3 separate regions of the Ovis aries genome follow, and all the other regions are linked to region 3. A link is a contact called in public Hi-C data. All regions are on one chromosome and are shown on one strand. Each heading gives the region's core, a stretch centred on a gene start, on an enhancer-like site or on the middle of the called end of the contact. The rest is flanking DNA. Distances are from core to core; before and after follow the strand shown.

Region 1 (2,700 bases), core at 157-2,656, 190 kb after region 3:
CTACCCCCTATGCCGGTTCTGCACGAGGTACCTCACGCAAATCCGATTCATAAAGAATGAAGTGCGCAAAATACGCACTAACTAAATCGTGCATCAACTACTGAAAGAAGCGTTCAAATTATTTAGGATGGTAAAGTTATCCGTGTCAATTACTCAATTTCATTCCTTCCTTCAAAAGCAAATAGCGGATCCAGAGATTTAGGTCTTCCCCCAGCTTTACAAAAGTCCCTGTCCGCCCCCGTCCCCGCAATTCCTTCCTCCCTCCGGGAAACCATACAACTAACGGTTTCCGTGGCGGTCGCTGAGGCCGGGGCTCCGCGGGCTGCCCCCGCGCCCCGGAAAACAAAGGGGATTCCCAGCCATTGTCCTCCGCGGCGCTGAGCATCACCAGCACTAGCAAGGCAGTAGCTTGCGCAGTTATCTCCACAGCGGGCAATGTCACAACCCGACCAACAGCACAAACTACTACCTCAGCCAGGGCCATGGTGTCGGGGAGGCACCGGACCACGCTGAGGCGAGCGAAGCGACTCCGGTGCTCCTCCGTCGTTCCTCCGCCGCCGCCGCCGCCGACCCCGCGCCCCTGCTCTTCGCCGCGCCGCGCCTGCAGACCCCGCCCAGCGCCGCGCCGCTCGGCCGCACCCCGGGAGCTCCCGGCATCTTCGCGGCGCCGGCGCCCGGGGGAGGCCGAGCCAGGGTCCTCTACGTAACCGAGCGCTCTGGAGAGAAAAGGTGCCCAGAGGTCCTGTCCCAGGCAGCCGCTCCCTCTGCCGCCCCGAGGGGACGCCGTCCCCCAGGCCGCTCGACAGCAGGAAATGGGCGGCAAAAGCGCAGCCGGCGCCTGCGGGACCCGGACCATTCCAGTGAGGCAGCGAGCAGCGCTCCCGCGCTTCGCCCGTCGCGAGCTCCGAGCCGTCTCCACCGCGCTCCCGCCACGTCTCCGGGACGTACCGCCCGCGCCCCTCCCCGCCCCGCGGTGGGGGCTGGGTGGCGGCTGGGGCCCACGGGCGCCGCGCTCTCGGCACACGCGCGCGGGGCCGGCTCTCCGCTCGGTAGAACGCCCGGGGCGCTTCCTGCGGAGGCGGACAGCGGCTCCGGCGCCGCGGCCAGAAAACCCAGGCACAGCCCGGAAGTCCCCAGGCCACCCGCTCCTCAGTACCCTTCGGGGAAATCCCGTGCCCCTCTGCAGGAGGCGAGAAGAAAACAAACAAAAACCCCGTAAAACTGAAACCGGGCCGGGCTGCGGGATGGGTGGCAGCGGCGAGAGCCCGGCGCCCACGGACACACGCCCCGTCTCGCGCTCCGCTGCTCCAGTGAGTCGGTCGAACCATAGAGACCACTTAAGGAGGCTCGCGCGCTACTCCCCACCACGTGACCGCCCCGCTAGGCCGCACCCCCCCGCGCCGCCATCTTACATCCGGGACAGAAGCGGCGTCCCTTTCCCCGCCTTGGCAAAATTCGACGTGTCACTAGAAATCAGCCCCCAAAGGGGGAACCCGGATTCCACGTCACCAAAGTGCTGAGGGCGCGGGCTGCGCTCCCCACGCCGCTTAACGGGGCAAAAGTGGAGCCGCTAACTTCTCCCGGTGTTTGTCCGCAAAGAAAATGGCGGCACTTACCGCCGTCTAAGTGGACACGTTGTACTCTGGCTGAGGTTTAAAGTTTCTGGCACCTCCTTTCGCATCTAGCAAGGACACCGCAACATGCGCTCCACCCCGCGGCGTGGCCGCTGCGCCACATTCCGCAGAAAACCGGCGGGAAAGCTGCTGCACTGCCCGCTTTAATGCGCAGGCTCCTGAGACTTGTGGGTGGGTTTTTTTTTTTTTTAAGGCCAAGTTTGGGAAAAGGCCTACTACCCTGAGCTCCATCTGCTTTGGGGCCAGGCGAGTTTCTTTTTGCCTCCCATTTTGAGACTTTTGTGAAGTTAAATCGGTGTGAAGAAAAAGCAGGCAGGGGCTGCCAATTAAGATTCACAGAACGTCTAATTCGAGTTTCGGATAAACGAATTATTTTTTAGTATATGTATGTCCCCTATACTAAAAATGTTTGAACTTGGAATATAGCTAGTGTCCTGTACTTTTACGTAAATCTGGCAATACTGTTAGTCATCACCCTCCTGAAAATCCAGACCACATAAGAAAAATAAGGAATGGGGGAACTGAGTGTGTTCAGACTTGAGACTGCTTCTGCGCAGGCTTTGATCCCTTCATGAGAGGCAGAGGGCTAAGGTCCAGACTCCAAACCACACACAAGGGACATCCATGCATAACTGCTTTTGGGAACAATAGGTATTCTTTACCTTTAAAGCAGCACAATGTAACCTTGATAACCTCTCAGCCAGAGAATCTCTTTGCAAGTAAAAGATTACATAATACTGGCTTTTCATTTCTATTCTATTTAGTATTGGTAATGGGACACAGTTTAAAAAAATTTTTTTGACTATGCTGCGTCTTTTATTGCTGCGCGGGCTTTTCGCTAGTTGCAGGGGCCAGGGGTTACTCTCTAGTTGCCATGCCTGGCCTCATTGTGGCTTCTCTTGTAGCAGAATCCAGGCTCTAGGGCATACGGGCTTCAGTAATCCCCGCAGGTGGTCTCAATGGTTGGTGCTGCCCGCCTGTAGAGCGCAGAGTGGTTGTCACCTCGGGGCTTGCTTGTTCCCCTAGCATGTGGGATCTTCCCAGATCAGGGATCCAACTCCTGTCT
Region 2 (2,700 bases), core at 45-2,544, 160 kb after region 3:
GGATGAAAGGGGTAACAGCGATGCTATCATATGGGAGGAGGATTAGAGGAAGAGAAGGAGAAAGTGTTAGAATCAGAGGAACTATGTGCAGGAGAAATGAACATACAGATATTACCCATTCTTCCCGAGGTTGAGAACACTGAGGAGTAGCAATCACCATTTCTATAGCTAAGGGGAAATTCCTAGAAACTGAACACCCCCAAAACCAAACAACACTGCTCCCTTTCCCCTGCTATTTTAGGGAGGAAAAAAAGAAACACCGGCCTCAAGTGTTAGGCTTTGCACAGGACTCCAGAGTCGGGCCGTCATTTTACCGAGCTCTCGGGCTTGGCCAGCCTTTAAGAGCACAGTCCATTGTCTCCCAGCAGTTGACCTGGGCTTTACTGCTCTCTGGCATGAATTTGCGTGGTGGGAGCCCCAGATGTGCCAGGCTGCTGGCGGGTTTTCAGGATTTGGAGGCACACGTGCACACGCACCCGCCTGCTCAGGGTTTCAGGCGGCGCCAACGAAAAGAACAGCCAGGAAGTTTCCCTCCCGGGAGTAGTCACTGCCAGTCCGTCCCCGCTGGATGCGTGGGCTACACCCGGCAGGGGAGGCTTGGGCGGGTGGAAAAGGGCCTGGGGGAGGGCGGAATCTTGACCTAGGGGTTTGGATGGAGTTAATAAAGCACATCACTCTCCTGTTTCCTCACGTTCCACGTCTGCCAAGAGAGTGGCAGGAAAGGGGGCGGGGAGCCGGCTAACACTGCCAAAGGAAATCCAGTCACAAAGCCACCGAACTTTTCCAGGGTGCTGAGGCACCGAGGTTCTCGCAGCCCGGCTTCTGGCGCCTTTGTCCCCGCGCCCATCGCGCGCTCTGGGCGGAAGGTCGCCGGCGAAGGCGGCTCACCCGCCCCAGATCGGCTGCCTGGCCCGGGGCCAAAGCTCGCCGAAGCCACTCGCTGCCATTCCGACGTGAGTGAAGGCTCCTTAGTAAGAGTGTAAATAAAAATCCGGGCTGAGAAATGAGTTTTCCATGCCAGCAATCACCGGCCGAACCTTGGCTGTAAATAGTCTGGCGGAGCGGCGCAGATGGAGCCCCCGCACCTGGGGGATCGCACCATCTCCGAGAAGCGCCGTGGCCACAGCTGGGCGCAGTCCAGACGCCGGTCCTCGGGAGGCCCGGGGATGCTGTAACCGCAGGTAACGCGCCGCCTCTCCTCCCCCGCGCTGGAATCATCTTAGCCTGCCTTGTCCTCCGGAGGACGGACCGCCAGGCCCCCTAATTTATGGTCATTGGTGTAATAGCTTTAACGTGATTTATCTGACCGCAGAGGAGATGGCAAACGCTTGGACGAGAACGATTGGCTGGGCAGGCTTTGTGCATTTCTGATTGGCCTTATTAATTTCCAGCGGAGCTGAGGAGCGGCCTCCTGACTGAGACAGGGAAGTCAACCTGGCAACAGCCTCTACGGAGAGTGGGTTGGGGCCTGGCAAAGGTTTAGCTTTGGCGGAAACTTAAATAATGTACTGCTTAAAAAGTCTAGGAGTCTGATAATGTACTGCTTAAAAAGTCGGGGAGTCTGACAGAATTTGCTAGCATACTGATTAAAGTGATTTAGTCTGAGAAGGTAAGGATCTTTTGATTGGACAGCTTCCTTATTCTTTTTTTTTCCTTTTTGTTTGTATAGGCCGTGGGAGGTGGACGGGAGGAAGAGCAGGGAGATTATTTTTTTGTTTTTATTTTTAATATTTGAGTTGGGGGGTGCAGGAAGCAACACTACTTAGAAGAGAAGGAATTTGAAGGTATCATGGGGGGCGGGGGAAATGTTTCTAAAAACGCTGTACTTCACAATCATTTGTGTAGGAAAAAAAACGATTTCTTGCCTTTTGAGTTCTCTTCAGACATCACAACTAGTATTAACTGAATAAGCACACCAATATACCACACTTCACAAGGTCATTACTCTGTGTTACTGCAGTAACTGTCATTTAAATGTCACCCTTGAGTGATGCAACTTAGTCCCTTGAATAAGAGGGACTAAATAAGAATACTGGGGGAGTTATATTTAGTGCAAACTATTTCCATATGAATGAATAACCCGTTCAGTAGGGGTGGATACGCAATTCAAATATATATATTCATTTACTGTATTTATTTGTGTGTGTGGGACTCAAATGTAGACACATAGCGCTAGGCAACCCCCAAATACAATCCTTAATACTGTTCCTTTGGGGGACCAGAACCAAACCAGAGAACAAGGGCGAGGACGTGATTGCTTGGGGAGAGGGGCAAGTTGGTGTCACACGTGCAGTGGCACGCTCATTTCTTTTATTTATAGCTCTAACCAGAAAAATAGACTGGGAGCAGCTGAGTACCAATTTATTGTGCTGCCTGGACCAATGAGTGGTTGCCTTAAATGTCACTGAGTTGGAAGGCTGTGCATTTCCTTCACTGCCAGGTTACAAGAAGCTTTGAAGCAGGTCGAAAAGGCATCCAGTAACTGTCCTGCCACCTATCAAAGTGAGCAAGTGCAGTCCTGCCAGGTAGGGCTGGCCCAGTTGGGGATGAGCTGCCTGAGTAGAAACGAAGGTGGCCCATTTAGTCCTATTACAAGAGCCAAGTGGAGCGGAAGGGTAAGGGTTGCCTTCCAGAGCCACAAAAATGGATTTGGAGGTTAGGAACAGTGATTTGTTTGGGCCACAGGCCATAGGATGTACA
Region 3 (2,700 bases), core at 67-2,566:
GGCATGTGGAATCTTCCCGGTTCAAGGATCAAACTCATCTCTCCTGCACTGGCAGGCGGACTCTTCGTCACTGAGCCAGCAGGGAAGCCCTGGACTCATGTTCTAACCACCACTTAGAAAGCATCTGTGTTTATTGACTTGGCCGTGCCGGGTCTTAGTTGCAGCATGTGGGATCTTACTCCCCTGAACAGGGATCATTATCTGGACCCCCTGCATTGGAAACGCAAAGTCTTAGCCACTGGACCACCAGGGGAGCCCCCTAATCTTCTTTTAAATAACTGGTATGTGCTCACTTTAGGTTCAGCAACATCGGTTATTTAGTCTATACTAAATTATAGACCCTGTGAAAAGCCCTCTAATATGTATTACACACGTCCGCCCCCTTAAGTAACAAAATATGTTGGCTTTCTAGTAGGACTTTTTGCTAAAGGCTGACTCCTGATTCTGAAAGCAGTCAAAGGCCTGGACGCTAATCATGAGTCCTGAGACGATGGGTGATTTCCCCACTCGGGCTGTGGTCTAAGGATGCTGTCTTTCCTCCAGCCCCTTCCTCTGGGCCACTTGCCTCTTCTCAGCTTTGCTGCTTGGTCTGGCTCTCCTTGAGATCAGTCTCCACCCCTCGCCTTCCCTGTTTCCATCAGGTTGTAGGGAAGACAGCCTCCTTCAGGCAATCAAGGAATTCCAGGAGATTACCAGAATTCCAGGAATTCCAGAGCAGGAGAGCCTGAGGGCGTCTCCGGTCACCCTAGTTAAGCATCTTCACCCAGTCTTCCCACTGAAGATTGTGGAGACCAAAGGAGAGTGACCTGCCAAGACAGCAGTTTGGGGGATTTGAACATTGATGTTTTTTGAAGATCTGTTTATGTTTAAGGCTTATGTGAATTTCTTTTCTGCTCCGTAAGATATCTCAGTTTCAATGTAAAATTTTTCCAGGTAAATGGAAGTGAATATAAGATGCCATGTTCATCTCACGGCTTCTATTCCCTAAGTGGTCCTAGGAGGAGATAGACTTCAACTCATGTGGATCAACTGACTGAAGGAGAGGAAGGGGACCGGCTAGGAGCATTTCAGCTCAGGAAGGCATTGACCCCGCTGGACCTACAGGGTCCAGGGAAGAAATGCTACAGTGGAGCTGGGAGAGGGGCCGCTGATGAAGGCCCCTGGGCAGGGGCCGCAGGAAAGAGTGAGAGGAAGCCCCTGACTTTCTCCTTCTTCCTGTCCCCTTTCTCCTGCCAGGGCCTCCCGTTGGATGAGCCCAACTGGAAGCCACGTGACAAGGGGCCCAGGGAACTCGGGTCAGAGAGCTTAGTCAGCCAGGGCACAGACACAGGCGGGAGCCACAGCTCCAGGGTGGGGGCGAGTGGAAAATCACCAGTGCATCTCCTGCTCTTCTTTGCCTTCCCCAGGGCTGGAGTATCTTAAAAATAGGAATCCTCATCTCTGGGGCCTTTTAAGATGCACACGAAGGAGCTGGCGCTGAGCCCTTATTCTGTTCTGGATCTTGAGCTTGTTGGAGAGAGACGGGGAGATCACGGAACGATTTCTTTCTGTTCTGAGTAAAACTGCACTGATGATTCAGCTTTTGCACTTGTATTCACCGTTTTTTGGTCTGGATTTAGTTCCGTGTTGTTAGAAATGAATTTGCCTTCCTGGCCCTTCCAGTGACGCAGGTGCTGGTGACTGAGTGCTGTGTTCCCATCCCCTCTTCCCAGGGAAGCATCTTTCATCAGCGGACCCCAGACTCGGAAGGTAACCCAGCTTCCATGCCCAGGATAGCTTTATGTTGGATTGTGCTTTTCAGAGAAGCAGGGCCTCCCCAACTCCCTGTTCTCACTTTTGAATGTAGTTTCCTTTGAAGCTCTGAACTCCTTGGTGGAGCCCCCTCCCTGAGCTCCCCACCCCACCCCACCCCCTCCCGACCAGCCAGAGCTTCAGCCCTGGTTCCCAGATGCTCCATCCTCTGTCCAGGACCAGGCAATCCCACCTCTTCCCCTGGGCTTTTGCCCCCCACTTTTAAGTGCCAGTTCCTAGACCCAGAGCTTGAGTTCCTCATCTCTAAAAATGGTGCTGTTGGACCAAATGTTGATTTCTAACACTTCTGGCATTCTCAAGATGGCACAGTGAGGAGTGGCACTTGGGGAAAGCAAAGCCCCAAAGGCTGTTTCGGTTGGTTCATCTTTCTTGGAGTCCGTTTTTTAAATTTTCAAATGACTGTTTCTAAGCGTCCATAAAAGTATGGTGTTTTACAGGTTATTCCCAATAATTTGAAAAGTTTCACAGGTACTTTTATCTGTATGAAAGCTGTAAAGCACTGACCCCCAAACACACAAATTATCTTATGAGAAAATAGCATCTTTAAAACCTAGTCAGCTTAATTACACTTGTAGTATTCTGGCCCCAGTACCCAGATATGAATTTGGAGTTCTATGGCTGATGGCTGGTTGGGTTTGCTGTTCGCTTATGGGCTGTAGGTCACATAGAACCCTAAGAGCAATATGAGTTGGTATTGCAGCCACTGTCCAAATATAGCTAATATGACACTTATTTGTGTATTTTCAGCTCTAGTATAAACAATAGATATTTGATATCATCTTACGTAGCATCATTGCCTAGTTTATTCATTTGTTATACCTGTGTTTGAGTTCACAGGTATATTCAGTTATTCCCCAGAAACAGCAACTAAGTGAGTTTTTATCAGAC

Evidence for each region. Hi-C and Micro-C count contacts between places; a contact is called where the count stands out from the background.
Region 1: a contact with region 3 is called in a Hi-C map of tail adipose tissue, with 5 times the contacts expected there. The contact joins the promoter of LOC121819183 here to the enhancer-like site in region 3. A contact is called at or near these places in 5 of 16 Hi-C or Micro-C datasets (hypothalamus, liver, muscle and 2 more).
Region 2: a Hi-C map of tail adipose tissue shows a contact between it and region 3, with 2.2 times the contacts expected there. The contact joins two enhancer-like sites. A contact is called at or near these places in 3 of 16 Hi-C or Micro-C datasets (liver, skin fibroblasts and tail adipose tissue).

What each region holds. Positions count from the first base shown.
Region 1 is chr3:157,106,550-157,109,249 of ARS-UI_Ramb_v3.0, forward strand. It overlaps LOC121819183, which reads right to left and starts at 1,407. Exons shown (of 2, transcript XM_060413671.1): 1 at 1,402-1,407; 2 at 1-1,354. The coding sequence starts at 1,407. The coding sequence ends at 146. MIRLET7I (microRNA let-7i) reads right to left here and starts at 478; the gene lies at 395-478.
Region 2 is chr3:157,078,532-157,081,231 of ARS-UI_Ramb_v3.0, forward strand. No RefSeq gene overlaps it. Among named protein-coding and RNA genes, the nearest start is that of MIRLET7I, 27 kb to the right of the region's middle. Within about 2 kb of position 1,295, at least 37 of the 54 cell types and tissues checked have an H3K27ac peak or open chromatin away from gene starts, as enhancers often do. A contact at or near this core is called in tail adipose tissue, where this site is marked.
Region 3 is chr3:156,916,310-156,919,009 of ARS-UI_Ramb_v3.0, forward strand. The region is part of intron 4 of PPM1H (protein phosphatase, Mg2+/Mn2+ dependent 1H); the gene reads left to right. Among named protein-coding and RNA genes, the nearest start is that of PPM1H, 150 kb to the left of the region's middle. Within about 2 kb of position 1,317, at least 3 of the 54 cell types and tissues checked have an H3K27ac peak or open chromatin away from gene starts, as enhancers often do. A contact at or near this core is called in tail adipose tissue, where this site is marked.